2 separate regions of the Macaca mulatta genome follow, and region 1 is linked to region 2. A link is a contact called in public Hi-C data. All regions are on one chromosome and are shown on one strand. Each heading gives the region's core, a stretch centred on a gene start, on an enhancer-like site or on the middle of the called end of the contact. The rest is flanking DNA. Distances are from core to core; before and after follow the strand shown. Region 1 holds the start of CFAP99 (cilia and flagella associated protein 99). Region 2 holds the start of POLN (DNA polymerase nu).

Region 1 (4,361 bases), core at 1,114-3,613, 180 kb after region 2:
GAGGCGCATGGGGGCAGCAGGCAGGACCGAGAGGGGCTCGGAGGCGCCGCAGGAGGAGAGGCTGGGCGCAGACGGCTCGGCCCCAAACCACACCCAGCGCTAGGAAGCGCAAGGCTCCGGACGAACCCTTAAGAAGTCGCTGCTAGGGGCAGGGAGGTTGGGAGAAGGGAGTGCCGCCACAGGAACCCTGAATCCCCTCCCGGTCAGGCTAAGGCCGAGCATGTACCGTAAGCCCTCAACCCAACACTCCTGCAACGACAAATAGAATTCCCCGACCTCAAAGGCGTGAAGCACGCGCCCTTCTGGGCCCTGAGTTCGCCCTCGAACCTCCGTGCCGATCTTCCAAACCCACCTCCCGCCTTCCTGGAATGGGCGCACGCGAGGCACGGATTTCAGGAAATCTCCGCCGTGACAGCTCACCCACGGTGGAGGCGGCGGTCTGGGACGCTGGACGGAGAAAGGTGGCCAGCGGAGGGAGGAGGGGTGGGTCGGCAACGCAGTGGCCTTGGATATCCGAGCTGCCCGGACGCAGCGCTGGCCCCACTCCCGCCCTTGGTCGCCGCGGTGACCCCACCCGAGCCGTGCCCTCCCAAGATCTCAGGGCCAGGGCCTCCCCGCTGCGCCGGCCCCAGGGTGCCACCCTCGGACGCCCAGATGCGCCCTGGACCCTGCGCCGGGATCCCGAGCACCGCCGCGCCTCTACCCCGCGCCGAGCGCGCCCGGCCCTGCTCCGGCTGCAGCGGACACGAGCCCCAAGCGGGCGGCGGGGACGCAGCGCCTGCAGTGCGACTGGCGCAGCCGCCGAGGCACGGAGAGCGCCGCCCGGACCCCGACCCCATGGCGCTAGGAGGGCCGCGGGCGCGGGCTGTGGAGCCGCACCTCCAGCCCCGCCAAGGCTGCTGGCCACCGGCGCGCTCGTCCCAAGGGCCGGGCGGAGGACCTGTCCCGGATTCCAGAGGACGCGGGTGGGGAAGGGACAAGGATGGGGACAAGGGAGGGGACGCCAACTGGGCCGAGGTGTGGGTCAGTCCTGGTTCGGGAAGGGAGGCCGCCATCAGGATCCTCTCTGGACTCGGAAGGACGGGTCTGCCCTGGACCCAGGGATTGGGAAATGTGGCTTCTCTCAGAACCCGGGGAAGTGGGGAGAGGGTCTGTTCTGGAGTGCGGAGGGAGGTCCATTCCCGGCCCAGGACAATGGGGGTGGGGAATGAGGGAGCAGGAGGGGAATGAGGGAGCATCCCTGGTTCAGGGAGGGGAGACGGATAAGTAGTAGGGGGTCTGCTCCAGGCCCGCGGGCTGGGGACCACGAAGTGTAGGAGGGCACCGTCCAGGACCGGGATGAGGAGGGAGAGGGGCCCGTTGTGGCCCTGGAAAAAGGGAGAGGGAAAGTGCTCCCCGGCCCGAGAGGAGGAGCAGGAGGGTCAGTCCTAGACCTGGGCTTAGGAAGCGAGGAGGGACGTTCGGACCCGCCCCAGGGACAGGGCGATGAAGGTCTGTCCAAGTCGCGGAGTGGAGGGAAGTATGTCGGCGGTGGGGGAAGAGGCCGGCCACGGACAGGAAAAGGGGGTCCGTCTCGTAGGGGGGACGGGCGGTCCTGGGGAAGGGAGAGGCCTCGGCGCGGGGGGCATCCGGCCCGAGCGGGGCCGCTCACCTTGGGTTTGTAGAGCCACTTTCGGAACCTGTTCATCATCGCCGCGCCGGCCCTGGCCGGACTCCGGGCGGCCCTCGCCCTCCGCAGCGCTGCGCCCGGGCCCGGCTGCGGCGCGGGGCGGACGCGGAGGCACGGCTGGAGCCCCCGCGCGGTCGCGGGGAAGCTGGCGAGCTGAGCCCGGAGCGCCGAGCGGGCGGCGGGCAGGTGCGCTGGGCAGGCGCGCGGGGCAGGTGCGCGGCCCTGAGGATGCTCTGCAAGCGGCGCGCCGGGCGGACCCTCAGACCCGGGAGCTGGCGCTCTGGCGCTCGGGCGCACGGACAGACGCGGGCACGGGGGCGCGCGGCTCCTCGCTGCTCACTGACACCCCGCACTCCGCTGGTCACGGCCGCCCCGCGCCGCACATGCGCCTATGGCGCCGCGAGCCCCGGGCCCACCACGAGCGGCGGGCGGGGCGGGCGGGACGGGCGGGGCGGAGGCGGCCAATCCCCGCGCGCGGGCGCCGCACCCCGCCGAGGCGCGCTCTCTGCTGGCTGGGAGACTCGCCGCGCCCGGGGATCCAAGAAACTACAAGTCCCGAAGGACATGGCGGGAAGGCGGTGCCCAGGACTTGGCGCCCGGGCCGCGCCGCGGCGCTGTGCATTGTGGGGGTTGTGGTCCACCCGACGTCGCTGGAGCGTGCAGCCGGTTGCCAGGCGACGACGCCAAACAGCCGCCGCGTCCTGCCTACCAGGAGCTGACGGACCGCGACTGCCAACCCCTTCGCCCCACCTGGTCGAGGAAACTGCTGCGGCGGCAGGTGGCGGCGGCAGGTGGCGACAGCAGGAGGGCTCGGCTGCCCGGAGGGCCCGCCAGGTACTGGGGCGGGACAGGTGCGGGGCTACGCGCCGCCGACTTTCATGACCGGCCGGCCGGTCCCTCTCACTCGCTGCTCATCTTGCTTCTCCCAAACACCTTTTCCGTCTTCTTCCCAGCTCCTCGATGAAAGTGAACGGTGCCTCTTTTTTTTCTTTCTTTTTTTTTTTTTTTAAATCACCACTACCAGCGGTGCGTTCTAAAAAGATACTCTCCCGCCCTCGCTATTCCCCCCAATGGTGCCCTAATTTGTACCTTAAAACGCTCACCTCAGACTACCTGCTGTGTGTCAAGCAGAGAGCTAAAAACCCACACGTGGCCTCACTTAAACTTCCCATTGACGGCCGGAGAAGCAGGCACAACGAGGCCGGCGTGCCCTGGCTGTGGGGGTTGCATCCAGATCACGGCGGGTCTGGGTCGGCCTGACCCCACAGCGCTGCACTTTTCCCTGCCGCACCAGCACCACGTTTCTGGCTTGTGGTGAAACGTGCAGATGTGAGACACAGGAGATGGAAATCATGCCCTGCTCGGTTCAGAATTTAGAAGTATGACCTGTTCCTGGTTGTCCTTACTAGCCAGGGCCAGGTACTCAGAAAGGTCCGTGGACTCCATGACCACTTTATTCCATCATACTCATTGTGAGCCTAGGTGCGCTGGCATCTGAGATTTCTCTTAGTTGGGGGTGGGGTCCATGTTCATTTTTGAGTAACTAATTGACTTTCCCTAACCTCCTCTTCCTACCACAGTCGACCCTCTGAAGGGTAAAACCCTTCTGGAGTTGTCCCTTATCTCCAATTCCTTCCCACCTGTTCTTTCTGGAACCTACTCCAGTCAGATTTTCACCTAACCACTCCTCTGAAGCTCTTTATCAAAGTCATCCTTGACCTTGATGTTGCAAAATCCGATGATCAGGGGTCAGCGCTCATCTCTTCCTTGAACTGTCACCACCAGGTGACCCAGCCGACTGTGCCTTCTCCATAACACACCATCCTGGCTTGGCTGGAACAGATCACTCTGTCCACTTTTCCTCCTTGCTCCTGGCCACACCTGCTTGATCTCCTTGGCTGGTTGCCTACCTTGCTCACCGACCTCTCAACACTGGAGACCCTGGACTCAGTCCTTGGAAGCTACTCTATCCACTTCCTCCCTGGGGATTTCCTGCAGTCAGGTGGTTTTATAAACAACGATTTTCTCCCAAACTTCTCAAAACCTGCATCTCTAGCCTCAACCCTGAAACTCCTGTTTACCTGTTCTTCACCATTTGGACGCCTAACAGATCCTCTTCAATTTAATGTGTCCCAAACTGCACTCTCAATCTTCCCCCATAAAACCTGCTGCTCCCAAAGCCATAATTTCTTCAGCACAGGATCTTGGGGTAGACACTTGATGGGCTTGTCCACTGAGTGAATGGCTATTCTCTTTGGGTCTATCCTTGGCCAACTCCAGGTCCTGGAGCAGTTTTATCTGCTCAGAGCTTCCCTTCCTTTGTTTTATAGTTTGAAATTGTGCATGGGATGAAGGCTGAACTTGGGGAATTGGGGTATCAGTTAGGTTTAGCTGCATGTATTGAAAAATCCCAACATCATAGTGGCCTCAACAAGAATATTACTCATACTTTTATAAAAGAGGTTGCCGGGCACGGTGGCTCACGCCTGTAATCCCAGCACTTTGGGAGGCCGAGGCGGGCAGATCACGAGGTCGGGAGATCGAGACCATCCTGGCTAACACAGTGAAACCCCGTCTCTACTAAATATACAAAAATTAGCCGAGCATGGTGGCGGGCACCTGTAGTCCCAGCTACACGGGAGGCTGAGGCAGGAGAATGGCGTGAACCCGGGAGGCGGAGCTTGCAGTGAGT
Region 2 (4,915 bases), core at 695-3,194:
CCATCTCTAGTCGTCTCTCCTCAAGGATTTCTTGATTATCACAAATAGATGGTGTCTGTATATCTAAAAGCTGAAAATTGTCTTCATTTGAACTTTCAACTACTTCATGTATACCCTGAAAGAACTGTTTTTTGGTATACAAAGTTAACGCTGCTGTGCTTTGCTCTTCCTGACTTAGGTATTTTTCCAAGGAAAATTGCGATAAAAATACCAGTGGACTTGTCCCTTGACCTAAATTAGAATGTCTGAAGAACATCATCAATTGTGTAACTTCATCAGTAAGAGCCTGAAGTTCATTACTGATCTTAGTATTCATTGCATTTAGAATTCCTTGACTCTGCTTCAGCTTTTTAGTGGCTGATTCTTCTTTAGCATTTAACCTCAGAGATTTGTGGCTAGTTACTGAAGCCATCAATTGACATTTATTACGCCGCTGAATTTTTAGGTTCTTTAATTTCAGTAGAGTTTGAACCTCATCCTCTAATTTCTCCAGCTCTTTGTCATCCAGTCTAGGTGTCTTCAAATCAGAAGTTTTACACGTTTTAAGAGCTTCATCCAGTGCCGCCCCTTCTAGGATGGGCTTGCCTGATTTCTGAAGAACGCTAAAAGCTTCCAATTCTCTTTCAGACAACACGTTCTGTTCATTCACATTCCCACAAAACCACTTCAGAAACGATTCATCTTCAATGCCCTCAAACAACCAGTCAAAGTCTTCTCCATTAAGATTATCAGCTTTGGGAAAACCAATTTTTTTTAATGTTTCCACAAACTCATTTCCACAACTCATGGTTTAACTACCCCAATTTTGTTGTATCTGATGTGGGTTTACGGTGTTGATTTTTAGAAAATAAATCCAAACAGAAAAAAACTACGTTTTATACCAAGTCCACAGAGAAGGGAAAATCTATTTTTAGAATCTATAATGATTCCTCCTGGGGGGGAAGAAAACAAGTATTAGACCACAAATATGACGACAGTGTTTTTAAAAAGAAGACACAGACAAATATCACATGATATCCGAGAGCAGGATAATTGGCAGGCAGTCGTAGCTGCAATGTTTGATGATGATAAAGAGAAACAATTAGGCTAGTTCTCAGAAAACCCCAAAAGTAACGAAAATTAATTAACAAGAAAGTGGATCTATTTGGATCCACTTTATCGTTTTTTCCAAAGATAAAATGGTTTAAAATGCATTACTCTTTATAGAGCAACGTTTGTTTGTAATTCAAAATAAATGGATCCAAACAAACCCAAGTCACCAGGAGGCTAGGCAGCCTCTCTTCCCTGCCCTCCGTATGTAAGAAAACGCAAATAAGTATGGCACATCTTCTGAAGAATCAACTATTTACCTCAACGACTCGTCGGGCAAGGCTCTACCTCCAGAGTCCACTACCGCGGCGCGGAGAACAGCAGGAGCAGCAGGGAAGCGCGCGGCCACAATTAAGGGCGCTTCGGGCCGGCCTTCAGCCAGCGCTGAGGCAGCCGCGACGCCGGGGCCGCGCGAACCCGAGGCGGCGTCAGGCCCAGGGATCCGCGGCCCCGAGGCTGCGATACACCTGACGCGCCAGCGGCAAAACCTTCCTTCCGAGAGTCACCCAGCTGTGACACCTAAGCACGCTAACAGAACGAACGCAGAAGCCCACCGAATCGCCGTCGACACCGAGCTGCAGACGCGGGGTGACCGGCCCTGCGCAGCCCCCGCCCCAGCTCCTCGTCCCGCCGACCGGGCCGTGATGCCCGGGCAGCTGCCGGAGCACCTGGAAGGAGTCCCCAGAAGCTCAAGAAAAGAAGAGGCAGCGGGGTGCAGTCGGGGATCGCGGCCACTACTCCAGTCCCACACCCCGGCGCCCAGAACCCAGGCCCGCGTCAGTCACCTGAGGAAGCTCCGCTAGCTTCTCACAGGAAACCGCCGCCACCGCCCTCCGTAACCCGCGCGCCTCGCACTGCCTGACGGGAGCGCCGGGACGCGCGCACGCGCAAGGCGGTGGCGTGGTCGCGGGGATGACCGTTTGCGCAGGCGTGGTGTCAAAAGAGGCGGAGTCGGCGAGGCTGGACTATGGGGTGGAGCTGAGCAGGCGGCGCTCCGCCCCCGGCCGCGGCGAGCAACCTGCCTCCTGGGCGGGGCGCAGGCCAGAGAGAGGCAGGGTCTCGGCCGGGCAGGGCGGGGACAGGGCCAGGAAGGGGCGGGGCCTGGGAAGAGGGCGGGGCCTGGGCAAGGATTGGGGTGTAGAGGAGTGCGGTGGGGTATAGTGGGGCGCCCTCTGCGGAGCCGAAGCTGCGGGCCTGCTCTCAACGGAGCCGTCAGTTGTGCTTCAGGCCTGCCCTGCCCCGTACCTCAATCTAAACCCTCTGAAGGCACTTTTGAGGGGTACAAAGAGAAGCACAGGTTGGTGGTTGGGAGACAGGCTGGAGCCCGGCGGTGATAGCGCTGGCCCCCGAGAGAGACGAGTTCCCACATCCACAGCAGCCGGAGCAGTGCCTGGTACATTTTAAGGGTTAGGGATTGTTCGCTTAGAATCTTTTACAATGAACTTTATTTTGCAAAAGCACTTAATTCCCAATCCCTCACCTGACCACTATGTAAAAGCTGACTTCCAGCCGGGCGCGGTGACTCATGCCTGTAATCCCAGCACTTTGGGAGGCCGAGGCGGGTGGTTCATGAGGTCAGGAGTCCGAGACCAGCCTAGCCAAGATGGTGAAACCCCATCTCTACTAGAAAATACAAAAATTAGCCGGGCGCGGTGGTGGGTGCCTGTAATCCCAGCTACTCGGGAGGCTGAGGCAGAAGAATCGCTTGAACCCAGGCAGGCGGAGTCTGCGGTGAGCCGAGATCATACCACTGCACTCTAGCCTGGGCGACAGAGCAAGACTCCGAATCAAAAGAAAAAAAAAAAGCTGACTTCCTCCACAATTCCATTTTCAAAATGTTAGAAATGAACTCACATAAACGGAGTGGCCTGAGTTAAATACAAAGATGTATTTAACTCAGGGAGGATGATACACTATTTCCAAAGAGGATGGCAGTCAGTGAAAGATGACTGAAACGGGACTGCTAAATTTCATGCGAATCTGGCTGATGCCCTACAGCCCAGTGAAACCAGACCTCTCTATTGGACAGAATTCGTTTGCATCTCTATCAAACAAAAATCCTTTGCCACTCCTCAGTCTTCCACAGGTTAGCAGGGGCTTTGGTCATGGGTAAATATAATGGAACTCCCTCCCTTCAGCTTCAAATGACCCTAAAGGTGGCTTGTTAGACAATCTTCTAGTCCAGGGTGACTAGGTAGAAGTCGTTTGGATAGTTTTTCTTAACATTTTCAAGGAGAGAAATAAGAATGTTCTAAGGCAAATATTGTAATCTGATAAGAGTCAAAGATTTTCCTATTCATTCTTCACTTGTTTTACGTTTTTATCCTCCTCTTTTAAAAGTCAATGAGGCCTAAAATGATCTGAAAAACAAACATGACGGGAAAAATTTCAGAGTGGTGCCCAATCTGCAGGCGGGGAAACCAGGGATGCTGGAAAGGGGAGGCCTGGTGGGAGGACCCCTGCAGCCCAGGGTTGGAGGTCCGGGGGTGTGCATCAGGAGACAGAGTTGAGCCAGTTTGGACAGAAGGAAGTGGGAGCTGTGCAGGCAACGCCTTCCAGAAATGTTGCTGATGAGGCAAAGACTGAGTGGGAGGAGCGTGACAGAGAGAAAGAGAGAGATACAGAGAGACACAGAGAGACAGACAGAGAGAGACAGACACAGAGACAAAGACAGAGACAGAGAGACAGAGATACAGAGACAGAGAGAGACAGACACAGAGACAGAGAGACAAAGACAGAGACAGGGACAGAGACAGAGAGACAGAGTCAGAAAGAGAGACACAGAGAGAGACAGACACAGAGACAAAGACAGAGACAGAGAGACAGAGACAGAGAGAGACAGACACAGAGACAGAGAGACAGAGACAGAGACAGAGACAGAGAGACAGAGTCAGAAAGAGAGACACAGAGAGAGACAAAGACACAGAGACAGAAAAACAGAGACAGAGACAAACACAAAGAGACACAGAGACAGAGACAGAGACACAGAGAGAGAGACAAGAGACAGACAAAGGAGAGAGAGAGAGCATGCAAAACGACACAAGCTGAGGGGGTGGGAATGCAGGGCTGAGGGGAGGATTTTTTATTTTGTTTTGTTTGAAAATGAGAGGAACTTGGGGATATTTATAGACTGCAAGGAGGAACTCTGAGGAGACAGCATTAAAGATGGCAGAAAGACAAGGGGCTCCTTTATAGAAAGAGATCCCTGGAGGGCAGGAGGGGTGCACTCCAGAGCCCTGAAGGCCGTTCTAGAAACCCACTTTCCTAGTGACTCCTGGGTGGTTTCTTGGGCCACAAATTAATTCTCCATCTGATTTTGAATTGCTGACCATAGTTATTTGTTGCAAAGGTGCTTACGAGACCATAAAAGCCATAAAAACATTAAGTAAAAATTACAACAGTATCAGCCCCTAGAGTACACACGACAAACACAATAGGTTTAACTATACAGACATGGAAAGTTTTCTTCAGCTTGCCTTGGGAATTTAAGAAAGCAAGTATGTTACACTTATTTCCAGGGTAAGCTTTCTTTTCAGCAGTCAAAATTATTTGGAGTTTTAGTAAGGTCAAAAGATAAATGGAACTCAGGAATTAATCCTCCCTGAGAAAGCCCATGAGAAGATAATGGACTAAACAGACCTAAAGACAGAGCTGTGAGGATCAAGTGTTTTTGCTGTTTGCTTTTTCTCCTTCCAGTGGAAGCGATTTTCTCCTATTAGTATTTAAAAAATATTTTAGGTTTTGGACAATATCTTTTCAGACTATTTTTAAACTTTAGAAGTAACAGTCAGATGCTAAAGATTATTTGTTTTAGATGTAGTTTTCC

What was found. Hi-C and Micro-C count contacts between places; a contact is called where the count stands out from the background.
Region 1: a contact with region 2 is called in a Hi-C map of CD4 T cells, with 4 times the contacts expected there. The contact joins the promoter of CFAP99 here to the promoter of POLN in region 2. A contact is called at or near these places in 3 of 14 Hi-C or Micro-C datasets (CD4 T cells, blood and liver).

Annotation. Positions count from the first base shown.
Region 1 is chr5:2,548,421-2,552,781 of T2T-MMU8v2.0, forward strand. CFAP99 (cilia and flagella associated protein 99) reads left to right here and starts at 2,364. Exons shown (of 15, transcript XM_078002973.1): 1 at 2,364-2,503. It overlaps ZFYVE28 (zinc finger FYVE-type containing 28), which reads right to left and starts at 2,056. Exons shown (of 13, transcript XM_078002908.1): 1 at 1,552-2,056.
Region 2 is chr5:2,370,839-2,375,753 of T2T-MMU8v2.0, forward strand. It overlaps POLN (DNA polymerase nu), which reads right to left and starts at 1,945. Exons shown (of 26, transcript XM_078002889.1): 1 at 1,875-1,945; 2 at 1,350-1,617.